Regions from separate parts of the Sus scrofa genome. Here all the other regions are linked to region 1. Evidence: chromatin contacts called from public HiChIP or PLAC-seq and promoter capture Hi-C data. All regions are on one chromosome and are shown on one strand. Each heading gives the region's core, a stretch centred on a gene start, on an enhancer-like site or on the middle of the called end of the contact. The rest is flanking DNA. Distances are from core to core; before and after follow the strand shown. Region 1 holds the start of SHPRH (E3 ubiquitin-protein ligase SHPRH). Region 2 holds the start of EPM2A (laforin). Region 3 holds the start of FBXO30 (F-box only protein 30).

What was found. Promoter capture Hi-C pulls out the DNA fragments that hold promoters and counts their contacts. HiChIP or PLAC-seq counts read pairs in DNA pulled down with a chosen protein or histone mark.
Region 2: a contact with region 1 is called in an H3K27ac HiChIP or PLAC-seq map of skeletal muscle. The contact joins the promoter of EPM2A here to the promoter of SHPRH in region 1. A contact is called at or near these places in 1 of 5 promoter capture datasets (fetal liver), 1 of 47 Hi-C or Micro-C datasets (skeletal muscle) and 2 of 2 datasets of contacts at active chromatin or transcription factors (alveolar macrophages and skeletal muscle).
Region 3: a contact with region 1 is called in a promoter capture Hi-C map of liver, with 3 times the contacts expected there. The contact joins the promoter of FBXO30 here to the promoter of SHPRH in region 1. A contact is called at or near these places in 1 of 5 promoter capture datasets (liver), 5 of 47 Hi-C or Micro-C datasets (alveolar macrophages, brain, heart right ventricle and 2 more) and 2 of 2 datasets of contacts at active chromatin or transcription factors (alveolar macrophages and skeletal muscle).

Annotation. Positions count from the first base shown.
Region 1 is chr1:19,610,211-19,615,004 of Sscrofa11.1, reverse strand. SHPRH (E3 ubiquitin-protein ligase SHPRH) reads right to left here and starts at 2,090. Exons shown (of 30, transcript XM_021087080.1): 1 at 1,832-2,090. LOC106508827 (a long non-coding RNA gene) reads left to right here and starts at 4,421. Exons shown (of 3, transcript XR_002342504.1): 1 at 4,421-4,458.
Region 2 is chr1:19,803,964-19,808,757 of Sscrofa11.1, reverse strand. It overlaps EPM2A (laforin), which reads right to left and starts at 2,093. Exons shown (of 4, transcript XM_001927632.4): 1 at 1,686-2,093. The coding sequence starts at 1,977.
Region 3 is chr1:19,753,869-19,758,662 of Sscrofa11.1, reverse strand. FBXO30 (F-box only protein 30) reads right to left here and starts at 2,431. Exons shown (of 3, transcript XM_003121151.4): 1 at 2,325-2,431.

The sequences.
Region 1 (4,794 bases), core at 841-3,340:
CAATACTGTACTCTCAATGCGAGGTAACTGCCAGGATGGAAAAAATATACAAAATAATGTGAAACAAAGATCTCTTAACTCCCTGGATATCCTTTCTTCTTAAGGACCCAATAGTACTTTACTCAAATTTCTTTTTGGGCAAATCTCTCTTAACAACATTCTAAAAGACTCTAGGTAGTGTGAAACTACTTTGAGCTATTTTTGGTTCAGAATGAGACAGAGAAATCCCACTGACCTGTATCTTTAACAGAAAACAATGACAGATTGCTAGAGAAATAAATATAAAATGTCATTACTAAGACAATACAACAAATGGGTATCAATTAAACTTAATTCAGAGCTTTTTTCCCTCCAAATCATTATCTCTTCCTTAAAAAACACGTACCAGTCCTGAATCACAATAAATCCACCGCAGGCCTGGGCAACAGGTAGTATACATTTGAGATACTCTGTCCAAGGTCAATCTTTTGCAAGTGAAGCCCAATCATTACTGATGACTAAAAGTTCTCAATGACCTAGCATTACCACAGTCTTCTGTAGTGATAACTCCAGCAGGCTGAAAGTATTTTCATCTGTTGAAGTCTAAAGTACATGCTAGTCATATAAACTTAGAAAATGGCCTTGTAAGATTTTTTCACCAGCAGATTCTGTTTTCCCCAAATCTTTCTGGCCTGAACTCTTAATAAAAGATCTGTTTCAATAATTCTGTAAGTACACTTCTTTAGGCAGGGCAAGAGGAGGATATACATAAACAGCACCTTTCAAAAGTAAACTGCCTTACTCTCAATTGCCAGCTTACTGGCTTGGTGAACCTTGTAAGTGCCAGGTTACAATATAGAAACACTTATTCTACTACTGCTCACTAATCCCCTGCTTCTAGCATGGTTATCTATTACAACCAACTAGTCTTTCTGGTGACTGCAGAGATATTACGGACCTTTTTGATTGATGAGAGTTTCATCATTCTTACTATCGCCCAACCCAATAATTAAAATAGCTGTACTGACTTTAAAATTACTTTTTGTTCAGTTAAAGACGCAAGCTAATTTAAATATAAGTAGGGAAACATCAAACATATAGGATTTCTACCTATCGGCTTATGTCAGTTCGGTTAGAAAAAAAGGCACAAGCTTAATGGTTATTATTTAATACTATTTAGCTGAGAGTGACCGTCAATCATCAGAAAACATATCTTGGATCAGAAAACTAGCCAAGGACCACGAGTCAAAATGTACAATGTTGCAAGTGTGGTTGACTCCGACTGTAATTAATCTGACTCCCGAGATAACTGAGAACTTTCAGACTAACTTGGAAGCCTCGGCCTTCCCTTTTACTACATTACAGCTCTGCACACCAAGAAGCTTGGCAGCTACCCGGTTCCAGTATCCAGAGGACATATACGCCGCGAATGGTGATACCCACTCAGTTTTCTTCCGAAAGACTCTAAGGCGGTTCGAGTGTCTGAGCAAGGCTGTCAGCTCCATATCGCTCCAGCAGGCCCGGCAAACAAGCTACCGCGAGGCGGAGGAGCGCGACCACAGCCCCTAGGACACTCGAATAAACACCCCAGGCCCCAACCCCCGGGGGAGAAACACAGCCTCCTTTCCCACGGCCCCACCTCGTCCCCGGGGAACCGCGACGATCCACAGGCCCGCACGTCTGAAATGGGGAAGGGTCGGGGGGGCTTCGCGCAGCGGCTCTCTCTCAGCCTTTTAGTTTCCTTGGCTCCAGAACAACCGAGTCGTCCCTCCCTGGGCACCTCTGTCTCTGTCCAGATACGTCTTCCGTCCCCGACCTCTGACCCCTGACCCTCCATCACCCAAGAGCCTACCTAGACTCGTTCTCCAAGCCCCTAGTGCCTCTCTGCACTAAGGCTCGGGGCCTCTAATGCCCCCGCAGATCCTGGGCACGCATTCGCCACCCACCGAACATCCGCCCGAGGTGGACGCACGCGTTTTACGCTGGTTTGTGTTGGGGTTCCCCGGGGGTGGGGGGCCAGACACCACAGCTTCTAGGTGCCGGGCGTGCGCTGGAGCGTAGGGTCAAGATGAACGCGCACGCCGGGGGCGCCCCGCCTCCTTTCTCCCGCAGTGGCTTCATGAGTCTTTTCTGCGCAAGTCCACACAGGTCAGAGACCATCCGAGGATACGATTGGAATCTCGCGATAGCGCTACTCGGAGCCTTTAGAGAACACAGGATTGGCTGGAACCCCTAAAGATGAGGCGGGGCCCTAGACCCGTTTGGAAGAGAGCGGGGAGGGAAGTGAGCCGGCCGGCCGGCCGAAGGGAGTGGCCTCCGCTTGAAGCGAGTGGTAACTGAAAGATTTATGGCTTTGAAAAGACAGAAGAGAATTTTGCAAACGCACCTTTTTTTTTTCATTGCTTCTATAAAGTGTCCATGAATTAGTTATGGATGAAGCTTATCTCCCTCAGAAAAGCTATTTTAAAAGACTTCCCAGGAAAATGTGAGGAGTATTTTAAGATCAGGGAAAAACCACACGTATTGTGCCTAAGTTGCCCTTCCAATGTGTAAGCCTTTTTCCCTTCTCTTCACTGAATGGTAGCCTCTTTTTCATGGAGGTAGGCTTATGCCTAGGTAACTCTGAAAAAACTGAGAGGCTGCAGAGCCAAGAGCCTGAAAAATAACCCCCAGGAAACCTCGGGCGCTCGAGTACCTAATACGGGCTCAGCATTATGCTGTGGAGGGGCGTCTTGGTCTGTGTGATCCCAGAAGCACAAAAGTAAGTTTTTGCCTAAGGGAGCATCCGATAGCTGCGGAGACGGTCCATAGTGGTCCATATTCGTAGTACAGAACTTCATGACAGACTTCTAAAGCTAGCCTAAAAGAAGCCATTTGTATTTACTAAACCACATAGAATTAAGTGGAAATCAGTTACCTTATCCAAGGCTTCATGAGGCAAGTTGAAAAAGTAGTGCTAATGCTGGAGCCTCCCCTCTTTGTTGGCGAACTGATCATTTTACTAAGTGCAAGACCTAATGGAAATGTAATTTGAAACTCCGTGTTTAAACGTGTATTGTGCTCTAAAAGATTATCTTTATAGTTTTATGTTACATCTCACCGTGGGAACAGAAAATCAAGCTCACTTTGAATGAGTCCAGCTGGGTGAGGCAGAAATATTTTAAAATAAGCATTGCTGGAGTTCCCATCATGGCTCAGTGGTTAGCGAATCCGACTAGGAACCATGAGGTTGTGGGTTCCATCCCTGGCCTTGCTCAGTGGGTTAAGGGTCAGGCGTTGCTTTGAGCTGTGGTGCAGGTTGCAGACGCGGCTCGGATCCCGCGTTGCTGTGGCTCTGCTCCAGCTCCGATTAGACCCCTAGCTTGGGAACCTCCATATGCTGTGGGAGCGGCCCAAGAAATGGCAAAAAGACCAAAAAAAAAAAAAAAAAAAAAAAAACCAAACAAACCAATAAGCATAGCATCATTTAATCTTTGTTCATCTTGATTGGGGTAATTAATCTCTATAGACATAATTTTTGTTATCCTGTACAAGCATTAAACTACAGATCCAGTTGTGTGTCCAGAGATATGATTTCAACTACAGAGATAGAATTTTATATGGTATCATGTGCTTACAATGAAAAGAAATTCTTTCTCTTGAATTTTCCAATGGTATGTTCAATCTTGTATCTGCAAAGTGCCCTGTATAGTCTGAAAAGTTCTCTATGGAGCATTGTTTTTCAATGTTAGAATCACCAGAGCTATTTTAGAAAATATGGCTCATTTTTTAACCTTAGCTTTCTGGAAGCTCCCAGCTGTTAAACAGCTATTCACCCATGACAACACTTGGCTCATCCACCCATTAGATGCTAAAGAGCTAAAAGCATTCCACAAGTGGGAATCACTTGAGTGGACATCAACCAATCAGGGGACCACTGAGTGTTCATAGAGTTTATTTCCTGAAACTGTAAATGTGACCAAAGTCAGGCCACTTTCTTCCTTGTGTGATCTCGTTAGGCCAAAACTACAGATCCAGTTCCTTTTGGGAATAGTAGCTTTATTCTAACTGTGCCTCTGACTCAGTTCGTCTATTTTAGAAAAGAATGTTGTTAAGTTGTTCTCAAGGAGGTGGACTAGTTGAGAGGGAGTGAATAAATGTAAATTTAACTTCTTTGGAGGCAGAAGCAGCCTAACTGATGATTTATAAGTAGAAGTTTATGTTTTGCAAAGCCCTGTCATGTTCATTTTTCTGTTTGATTCTTAGAAAGCTAATATGAGATATTTAAAATTTTCATTTTATAAGAAGAATCTGAGACAGAGAAATCTGGTAATTCGCCACAGTTTAACTTTAGGAGAACAAGAGGATCTAGAACTCCTCTTGACTCCTCTGTCTAGACTGTTTCCGCTTAAGTCATGTTGTCTATCAAATAAACAGTATTTTTACTAAACTTCCTAGGTTGCCATGGGATGAAGCAAATGAAGCAAATGAAGGCAAGAGGTGTGTAATTATTTGATGATATGGGGCAGTGCATATCAATGATAAGGATCATTCAGACCCAGCACTCCTTAATAGAAAGGTCATTAATAAACTTGATTGGGAAGTTTATTCCGTATTCTACTTTTTTTTGGCCTGTCGTCTGGAAGTGAAGTTGATGGCCACTCAGTGTGACTGAGGCTTGGCAGAGATGACTCTTTGTTTCCATCTTCTTTACTACCAACTTGTCTTAGGATGCTTTTCCTCCTCCTGAAAAAAATGAAAGTATGAGAGTTGAAGATACTATTTCCGAATGAAGTATAGTGTCCAAAGCCAATGTTAAAATGTATGTAGTACTAA
Region 2 (4,794 bases), core at 844-3,343, 190 kb before region 1:
GGTTTTGTTTTTTAGGGCTGCACCTGCGGCCTATGGAAGTTCCCAGGCTAGGGGTGGAGTTACTACACCACAGCCACAGGGGATCCGCTTCCGTGACCTACACCACAGCTCATGGAAACACCAGACCGCTGAACCACTGAGCAAGGCCAGAGATGGAACCTGCATCCTCATGGATACTAGTCAGATTCGTTTCTGCTGTGCCACAACGGGGAACTCCTATTTTAATTTTTATTAAAATGATTAGGTATTACTTTATTATGAAAGACAATTTCATAATGGTATTATAAACATAATACATTATTAATATAATAGTAATATCATATAAAGAAGGGCATAACCAATGAGAGTATCTGTCGCTTCTGGCATGGTAATACAAAAGGACAGTAAATGCCACCAGACCATAAAACTCAGTGCGGGCACGAAGAGAGGAACAAGTATAATACATAAACATACTACAGAACACTCATGCTCTTTGCTGATTCTTTGTTCCCACATCATTATGGACTAAATGGCCGCTTTTATCACATAAACTTCTAGAGACATTTCATCTGCTGTACACAACTACTGAGCCATAAACATTCAAATCCCCTACTTTGAACATTTAAAGAAATGGGTGTGGGTGGGGTCTAAATTCATACATCGCGGGCAGGCGTCTACATGGGCATAACCTTTTTCACGGACTAACCTGGTAGTCCGTATCGAAATGGTTACACGTTGACCTAACAATTTCACTTCTCAGAATCTACCCTAGAGCGACTTGCCCAAATACTCAAAAATAACTCTATACACGGACTTTCAATTAAGCTATTACTGTTTATCACAGAGGAAAACGGAAAACAACCTAAATGCACATCGGAAGATGCAGGATATTTTGTTGCCATTTTAAAAATTAAATAATATCTATATGGAGTGACACTAAAAGGTACAACGCGTTGTTGAGCAAGAAAAAGCAAGACAGAGAATCGTAAGTTATACAATTTGTGCGTGAAACATAAATCCACACTGTTCAGCGGGTTTAGGGTATGCGGAGGAAACAAGTTTTTTACTTTGTACATGTAAATTTTTACTTTGTTTTCTTACAGCCAGCATGCACTGTTTTTATATTTTAAGAAACCAGAGCATATCTCAACTGTCAAATGAGATTTTAAAAACATCCAAAAAGAGAAAGGCTCAACGTCTTTCCATTAGCTCACTCTCAAATTTAAGGGGTGGGGGGAGTAGCATGTTGCTGTTTAGGGCTAGTGGAAAGGCTAGCTTCACTGATGAGGTCATTTGTGAGTGAATTAGGGCAAGAAAATGAGGGCACAGAGACAAGGCGGAGTTGAGGAGCGAACCCAGGAGCAGCCGGGGTTCAAGCAGCCCAGGGACCGGCCCAGAGAGGACGCGGAGGGAGCAGCGGGGCCGAGGCCCGGGCTGCGGGGTCCGGGCAGTGTGGGAAGGAGATCAGAGGGGCAAAGATCGAGGGGCGGGAGGCCAGAAACACAACCTCAGCCCAGGGAATCGGTCGGGAGCTGGCGGCGACAGCTGGGCGGGCAGAGAAGGGTCAGCCCGGGGCGCCCGGGAAGTTCTGGCGACTAGCGAAGCCCGAGAGCCGGGCAAGTGCCCAGGAGGCCGCAGCAGGGACTGTGGGGCTTGCCCCAGGCCGAGGCTGAGGCTGGGGTGCAGGTCGACTTAGCGCCCAGTACCTTCCCAGGAGAGCGCTCCTCCCTGCTCGCGCTTCAGGAACTTGTACCAGAACGTGTCCACGCGGCCCGGCTCCGCCCCGTCCTGCGCCGCCTCCAGCTCCACCTCCCCGAGCCACAGGCCCGGCTCCTGCAGCGCCAGCGCCCCCGGGCCCGCCGCGGTACCCGCCGGCCTCAGGCGCACGGCCCCGCACGGCTCCCAGTGCCCCAGCTCCGGCCGAGAGCCCACGACCAGCAGCTCCGGCCCGGGCCCGGCTACCGCGGGCGGCACCACCACCCCGAAGCGGAACCGCATGGCGGCGGGCGGGCGGCGCGGCTCCAGGTCCCAGTGCCCCTGTGACCCGCGGACGCGGCGATTGGGCGGCGGCGCGCGAGGCCTGGACGCGAGAGGATCGGGCGCCGGCGGGGACACGTGCGATGCTGCACCTTTTTTGGGCTGCATCACGCGGCTCAGGAGCCCGGGCCTGGTCCAGGCGGGAGCCTCGCCACCCGCCTCTCTGGGAGAAGGAGGCTGGCTCCCGTCCGCTGCCTCTTCCACCGGCTCCAAGGGCGCCTGGGGACGCGGCGAAAGCAAGGAGAACGGGGTTGGAAAAGGAAACATCTCATAAGCCTTGAGATTTTCCAATCATCTTTCCAAAGACTCGAAATTATCATTGTGAGGACCTTAAGACAAAGTGAATGGCATGTAGAAAGCAACCTCCACAGTAGTGAAGTTGGTTTAAGATCCTGCATCTGTATCTGGAGAGCTTTGCACCTTACACGGGTCACTTTCTCTCTCTGGGTCTCAGTCTTATCTGTAAACTGAAGGTATTAAATAATGATTTCTAAAGACCCTGTCAGCTCTAAAGATTGCTTGACTGGTGGAAGGGGCGCCATTCAGAACCAAGAGCTGATACAAAAACACAGTATTTTCCCTTGCCAGGACCAGTGTGATGCCTGACACGACACATGATCACTTTCTTTTTTGGAAAAACTATTAGGGGTATTTGTAGTAGGTGTAAAGTGGATTTAGAGTAAGAATGTTCAAGCCTTTCCAAGGTAAAACAAAACCAAAAAAAATGGTAATTCTGTGGCCATAAATATAAATGACTTCATAATTTTTAAATGGCATAACATAAAACTTTTTGCTCTCAGTAAAAGTCAGCATCTTTCTTTTCAACTTAAAACTTTTGTGTGCCCAGAAAACACAGGCTTATAGCTATTCGGTCAAATGAAAACTATATGGAGTGGGGGACTTAGGGGGGTGCCCTTTAATTTTTGTCACTGCCTTAAGAAAACCAACTGTCCTGTTTACTTGTTACTTTTTAATTCTTTATTAAAGTTGCTCTTGTGGTCGCCTTAACATTTCTGTGTTTACCAGGGCTTAACTCTCTTTTGCGAACTAAAGATACACAGAGATACTTTTTTTCCAGTATTTGAAGGCTTGTGAATAGTGGGGGGGGGCACCAAACTTTCATGCATTCATAAATAAAACAGAAAGAAGTACCAAAATGTAAGCCATACAAACTCAGTCTCTCTGTGGAACAATTAGTAAACTATTAATACATTTCACTTCTAAATATTGATAATTCCACTCTGTGTTTGGTTAGTTGCTAAGCTTAAGGATAAGCACAAAGAAAAATGAGGCCGGCAGGGCTGGCCAAGTACAGCTGATTCAATAGCAAAGCAGACATTAAATCACAGTGGAAAGTGAGTCAGTTTATTCAGACTACTATTTCAAAATATTCTCACAGTAATTTTAGAAAAGTAAGAGTCCTTTGGCCACGCAAGTGCCCTGGAAGCTGACAGTACAGAACTTTCTTGTGTTCTACCATGCTGCCTGTGTTGTGTACTTTTCAAATGGCATTATTCCCACCAGCTCTTCCAAGGGGAGTACTGCCTATTCTGCAGATGAAACAATAACAAATCCCCCAAAAATATATTTGTTCAACAGACATTATTTCCTTTTCTCCTTTCCCCTCATAAAGAGGTTGAGTAATTTTTTTTTTTTTTTTTTTTTTTTTTTGTCTTTTTGCTATTTCTTTGGGCTGATCCCGCGGCATATGGAGGTTCCCAGGCTAGGGGTCTAATCGGAGCTGTAGCCACCGGCCTAGGCCAGAGCCACAGCAACACGGGATCCGAGCCGCGTCTGCAACCTACACCACAGCTCAGCGCAACGCCGGATCGGTAACCCACTGAGCAAGGGCAGGGACCAAACCCGCAACCTCATGGTTCCTAGTCGGATTCGTTAACCACTGCGCCACGAACTCCAGGTTGAGTAATTTTAACAGTTGAAAGCACTCTTTTAAACCCCTAGACAAAATATATGGGCTTATTTTATTGCATGGATTTAAATATAATACAAATGTGCTGACTACTTTGTGCCCCAAGCAAAATGCAATTGGAAAGAGAAAAATATCAAAATATGGATTAAAAGATATTTCAAAGTCAATTGTACTTGGTCAATTATTTGAAATCACTAACCATAATAATTAAAATAGCTACTGAGCTCTTTTAATGTGCCAGACAAATGGTTTTCATATTCACATTACCTCATTTTTCTCTCACCAATTCTATAACTGCAATTATCATATCCATTTTTATATGTGTGGAAACAGGCAAGAAAATTTCAGCAAATAGCCCACAGCAAGGAAGGGGCAGAGTCAGGTGATAAAATACATCCACTCAGCTTACAGTTAAAGATATAACATAACATTACATAATGTAGCATAATATTTGATTTCTGATAAAGAAATCATTTATAGAATGCATTTAAATCCTAGCATATTTAAATAAGTTATTTTCCATTAGTTCTTAATAAAGATGAAATTTCTATAATTATTCCTGTAAATAACTTCATGCTTAGGAATAATAGAACAGATGAGTCACACATGGCAGTCTAAATAGGTCAATGAGTCTGTAAAGACATAGATATTTTTGTATTTAAAATGGATTTAATCTCCTAGAAATGGTAAGTTTTATGCCCTAATATGTGTACCTTGTTGATGAAAAAAAAATTACCAATTATTAAGCTGTGTTATTTCCAGCTCTTTTTTCTTCTTGAGTTCTCCATGTGAGATTTATTTTTACATTTCAGTGATTCATAATATATATTAAAAGGGATTATTTACTG
Region 3 (4,794 bases), core at 1,182-3,681, 140 kb before region 1:
ATGCACAGCGGAATGGGCTTCCAAGGACTCTCAGCTTTGTCACCTTGAGGCAATTACTGAATGGTGAAAACAACCTAGAATTCTACAAAGGTCGATTATAATTAAGGGCGTGTCCAGTAGGATACAAACTTGTATTTCTCAGAAAACAGATATACCTCACTCTACACAACAGCCACATCTACATGCACAAAGCTTTATGTATAATCATTTTTAAATCAGGTCATTTATATGTAAAAAGCTTACTAAAAGCAGTCATATGAAGAACTATCTAATGCTAACACTACCACTCTTTTTTTAAAAAAAAAAAAGGACATACCCTTTTTGTAAAAGTTTTTCAGACTGGGTTGTGATTGAGGCATGCTTATCTGTATTTAACTATCTACTACCTACAGTGTCAAAACCACTACTAAACAAGGCCAATCTCACCTATTTCATCAAAATAAATTTGAAATGAAATAATATTTTATACAACCTTTTGACTGAAGACTTTAACATCAATAAATTCTACAAATACATTTTTCCACAGCATGCAGTAACTCTGTCTAAAGAAACAAAGTCATGGTAATTCAGTTAAAATTATTTATCTAAAACTATACAGAATAGCATATAAGGCTTATGTCATTAAAAGTTACATCTTAGCAACATATTATACCACATAGTAAAAATACATTAAACAGTGCCTATTTTGGTGACCTTAAAGTACCTCTCAACTATATACATTATCTCAAAATAGGCATTATTTTTCTTTAATAGCCTATTTTATTAGGACACTCTGCATTAAAAAGTCTCCAATGCTGGCCATAGAGAAATACTGGATTGAAATTAAATACCTAGTACACTTGGAATGCATAAGTTTGCCTATATCGGAAACTTCAGTTCTCTGATAACACTTACAAAACTCCACCCACTAACATTTCCAGAATCACGAAAAAACTATGTCACCGAATTAAAGGACCAAGTGAAAACAAACTGGCAATTTAAAAAGTTGGCAAAACATAATGTTATCCCCAATTAAACTTATGTAGTAAGAAACAGTGACTAAGCATATATAACAGTGATTCAGCGAAACCGTATACTAAAAAATTGAACCCCTAGCAAAACCCTAAACGTACATTTTATGCTACTCTTTCCCTTTTGCCGAGTCAACAACGGGACTGCTTTGGAAAAGCTTAATATGAGCAAAATGCAAAAACTCTGTTACTATAATTTACTACATCTCTTAAAGGACACAACACAGTATTGAAATAGAAAACAGAAATTAAAACCATAGTAAGCTTGGGGTTCTGTATCTAAAGTTTTAAGTTAATCTACACTAATATGAGAATGACCATAAATAACTTCATTTTGGATCAGAGTCAACAAAGTAATTATGGAATAAAAGGTCAATTCCTTCCCAAGCATCTTTTATCTGAGACTTACGACATGGCTCAGAAAGAAAAACAAGACACAGGGAGAGGGGAAAGGAGTACTAGAACCATGTAAACAACACGCTGTTCTGTCTCTATTCTTCAAATACACGAGTTAGAAACATACTCAAAGGAGATTATTTTGCATTCAACGTGTGCACCCTATGGCCCCCTTCCAAGCAATGGACTTCCACGAGACAGAACACAAATAACTTGGAAATGGTCATACCCCTCAAATCTATAAAATCAGGATGTTTCTCTTTCACAAGGGCTGAGGTTAAGACTTAGATCCTCTGACTTCCATGAATGGAAAAGTTACCAACTTCACTGGTCCCGTGGAGAGAGACGGCGGAGGATGCCTCCCAATCCTACTTTAACCCGTTAGTCCCCACGGAACGCAAGTTTCTAAACCGCCAAAGGAAAGAGAAGCCGGGTCTTCGAGGTTCTCAGGGTTTCCTAAGTTGAACGCCTGCTCCACCCCTTCTCAAAGCCCAGACACCCGAGGAGCCCGGGTGACACGGGGGTCGGCCCCCGGGGTCTGGGTCGCCATTTGCTGACGGCCTCCACTGCTGGCCGGGTGGCAGGCTGGGCGCCGACGCCCTCACGGCTCCAGGACCCCGGCCCCGCGACCCGTGAGGCCGGCACAGGGCCGTGTTTACTCCCCCCAGACCCAGTCCGCAAACCCCACGGCCGCCTCCGCCGCGGACCAAAGGCCTCGCCCGGCCCAGCCGCCGCCTCTGTCCCCGGCGCAGCCCGGGACGTGCCGGCCTCCCCTGCAGGCCTCCCCGACACTCACCGGCCGGCCCGGCCGAACCGCGGCCCAGGCCCTGGCTGCCGTGGCCGCCGTGCCCGGCTGCTCCGCGCTATCCCGGCGCCGCTCTGAGCCCCACACCCCCGCGCAGCCCGCCTCCTCCTTGCCTCTCTGCCCCGCCGGGCCGCCGCCTTCTCCCAGCTCCTCCTCGTCCAGCACTTCGGCCTCCTCTCCGGACAACCGTCTTCCCCGTGCGCCCCGCCCCGCCCAGTTCTGCCCCGCCCACCCAGCCAGGCCTGGGGGCGGTGTCTAGCCCGGCGGAGACGCGCACGCTGAGCTTGGCGGGGGCGCGCACGGCGCCCGCCCGCACTCTCTTTCGCTTCCCGGAAGCAACGTGGCGGAGAGTCACCGCTGGAGCTCCCTGAATCTCGCGCGTCCCACCGGGGGTTTCCGCTGGACCCTACTTGGTTCCTACCTTGCACGTCTACCAAATCCTGTTGGATGTTGGAAACTTGTATTCCTGAAAGGAATCCTAGACGCGTGCTTTTGGAATTGAGGAAAGAGGCCCAAGAAGAAAGTATTGTTTACCTCCCTAAATTGGAGAAGCAACCCAGGTCCCTTAACTCTGGGTGCAGTGGTCTTCCCATTAGGTCGCTCTCATTGAATCTTTGATGATCAGGCCTACCTGCAGCTGGCTGAGTGTGCAGGAGTCCTGTGACTTAGCGGATTCTTTTCGGCTTCTACTTCCTGGAGTCTGAGCTCAGCCCAGCAGGATTCAACCTTTTCTGCAGCCCTGGCAGAGCAGCCCACTAGTCTGCCTTTTGTGAGAGACTAATCCCCCACACAGACCATAGCAACGAGGTTGTCTACGTGGGAAAGGCGACATGATCTAGCTGGAAAGGTGGCTTGAAGCTTTTGTAGGATGCTTTACAAATGACTGAAGAAATATCACATGGCCATATTCAAAGAATTGGGGTCCATTTCCCCCTACTACCACCATGCCTTAATCTAAGGCAGAAGGACAGATGGAATAGTGATTCCGAGTGCTGAGAAACAGGTATCTCTCTTCCCCTCACCTCAACCACAGTGACCATCCCGTGGATCCTGGCCCAGCCCTAAAACAAGGAAAGGATAAGGAGAAGATGGCTGTGACCCCAGCCTTGCTGGTGGGGTCACAGGCAGAAAAGCAGTGTTTTGTAATACTTTTTTGTGACTAGGTGTGTCTAGGTAAAGATAGATCACACATAATTTGTCATGCTAAGAAATGGCTCTCGGACTTTAGATTTTTCAAGAACTTTTTTTTTTTTTAAGTCTGAAAAAGGAACTTTGTTTACTACCTTTTTATTGTAGTTAAAAAGACAGTAAAGGAGTTCTCTGGTGTCTCAGTGGGTTAAGGATCCAGCATTGTCACTGCTGTGGCTCTGGTTACATTGTGGCATAGGGTTGGATCCCTAGCCTGAGAACTTCTACATGCCAAGGGGTGTGGCCAAATATAAATTTAAAAAAGTAAAAAAGATGGTAAAAATTGGCCACTCATTTCCTACATGAAGGAAGATTTTAACACTAATTATTAGCAAGGACATCTTCACCCAGTAAAGATTTGTTCTTTAAATGAAGACATTTAGCTTTTTGAAAGATTCAGGCTCTTTTTTCTTATTTTGTCTAATTTGGCTGCAGATGGGCACTGGTCCTTAATACAGAGTTTGAGAACCACTGTCCAGAGAACTAGACAGAACAGACGGTGAAGCAGGCAGTGAGACTCTGTGGGAGAAGGTATGGGTACTGTTAACAGGTGCCCTCCTCTGCTCACTGTCCTGGATTGAGTCACATGCTGCCCTGAACCTCAGCTGCCTTCCTATAAAATGAAGAGCTGAACAGATGAACTCTAAAGCCCCTTCCAGCTGTAAAGTCACATGATTGCAGTTTATGCTTTTTGAAAGCTGGGGCTTTCCCCTTTACTAAGAAACCTAGCTGACACTGGGTCACCTCCTGCCTCCACCCCACCCTCCACCCCCACCAGCTGTCAGGTTGTAAACCTCACAGTCTTCTTTGCCCTCTCCAACACAATAATTTTCCATGTCCAGGCAGAAAGAAAAAAGAAAAAGAAATCCTTTCTTCTCATCTTTCATGTTTACTCCTGTTACCATCCTAGGCAGATATGGACTACTGCTATTGCCTAACCAATCTTTCCTCCTTCAGTTCTTCTCACCTTAAACCCACCAACAACATAGTTCTTTCTAAGATATTCATTTCATCTTCTCATTTCTCTATTCGAATATCTGTGGTGGCTCTCTAATGCTCATGGAGTAAAGTCTCAACTCCTGTCTTCAGTTGCTCAAATACATCGTTTATTCTGGCCTGATTAGCTTCCTTCTTTTCCCCATCAAACGCTATATACAATCCAATTTCAAGTCAGCTGTACTCAGCTAATAAACGTGCCTGAACTTCCTCCCTCTTAACCATATAGATCGAATCTCATGTCCTCTGTGAGGTGCTTCTGTAGCACATGCTATTTTTAGCGCTTGGACCTGTGGCTGAAGCCTATGGTACCTGCTTCACAAATGTGTGTCAGCTTATAGATTATCTTCAAACCCATGGAAACATGTTTTGTGTTGCTTTTGTGTCAACCTCAGTATC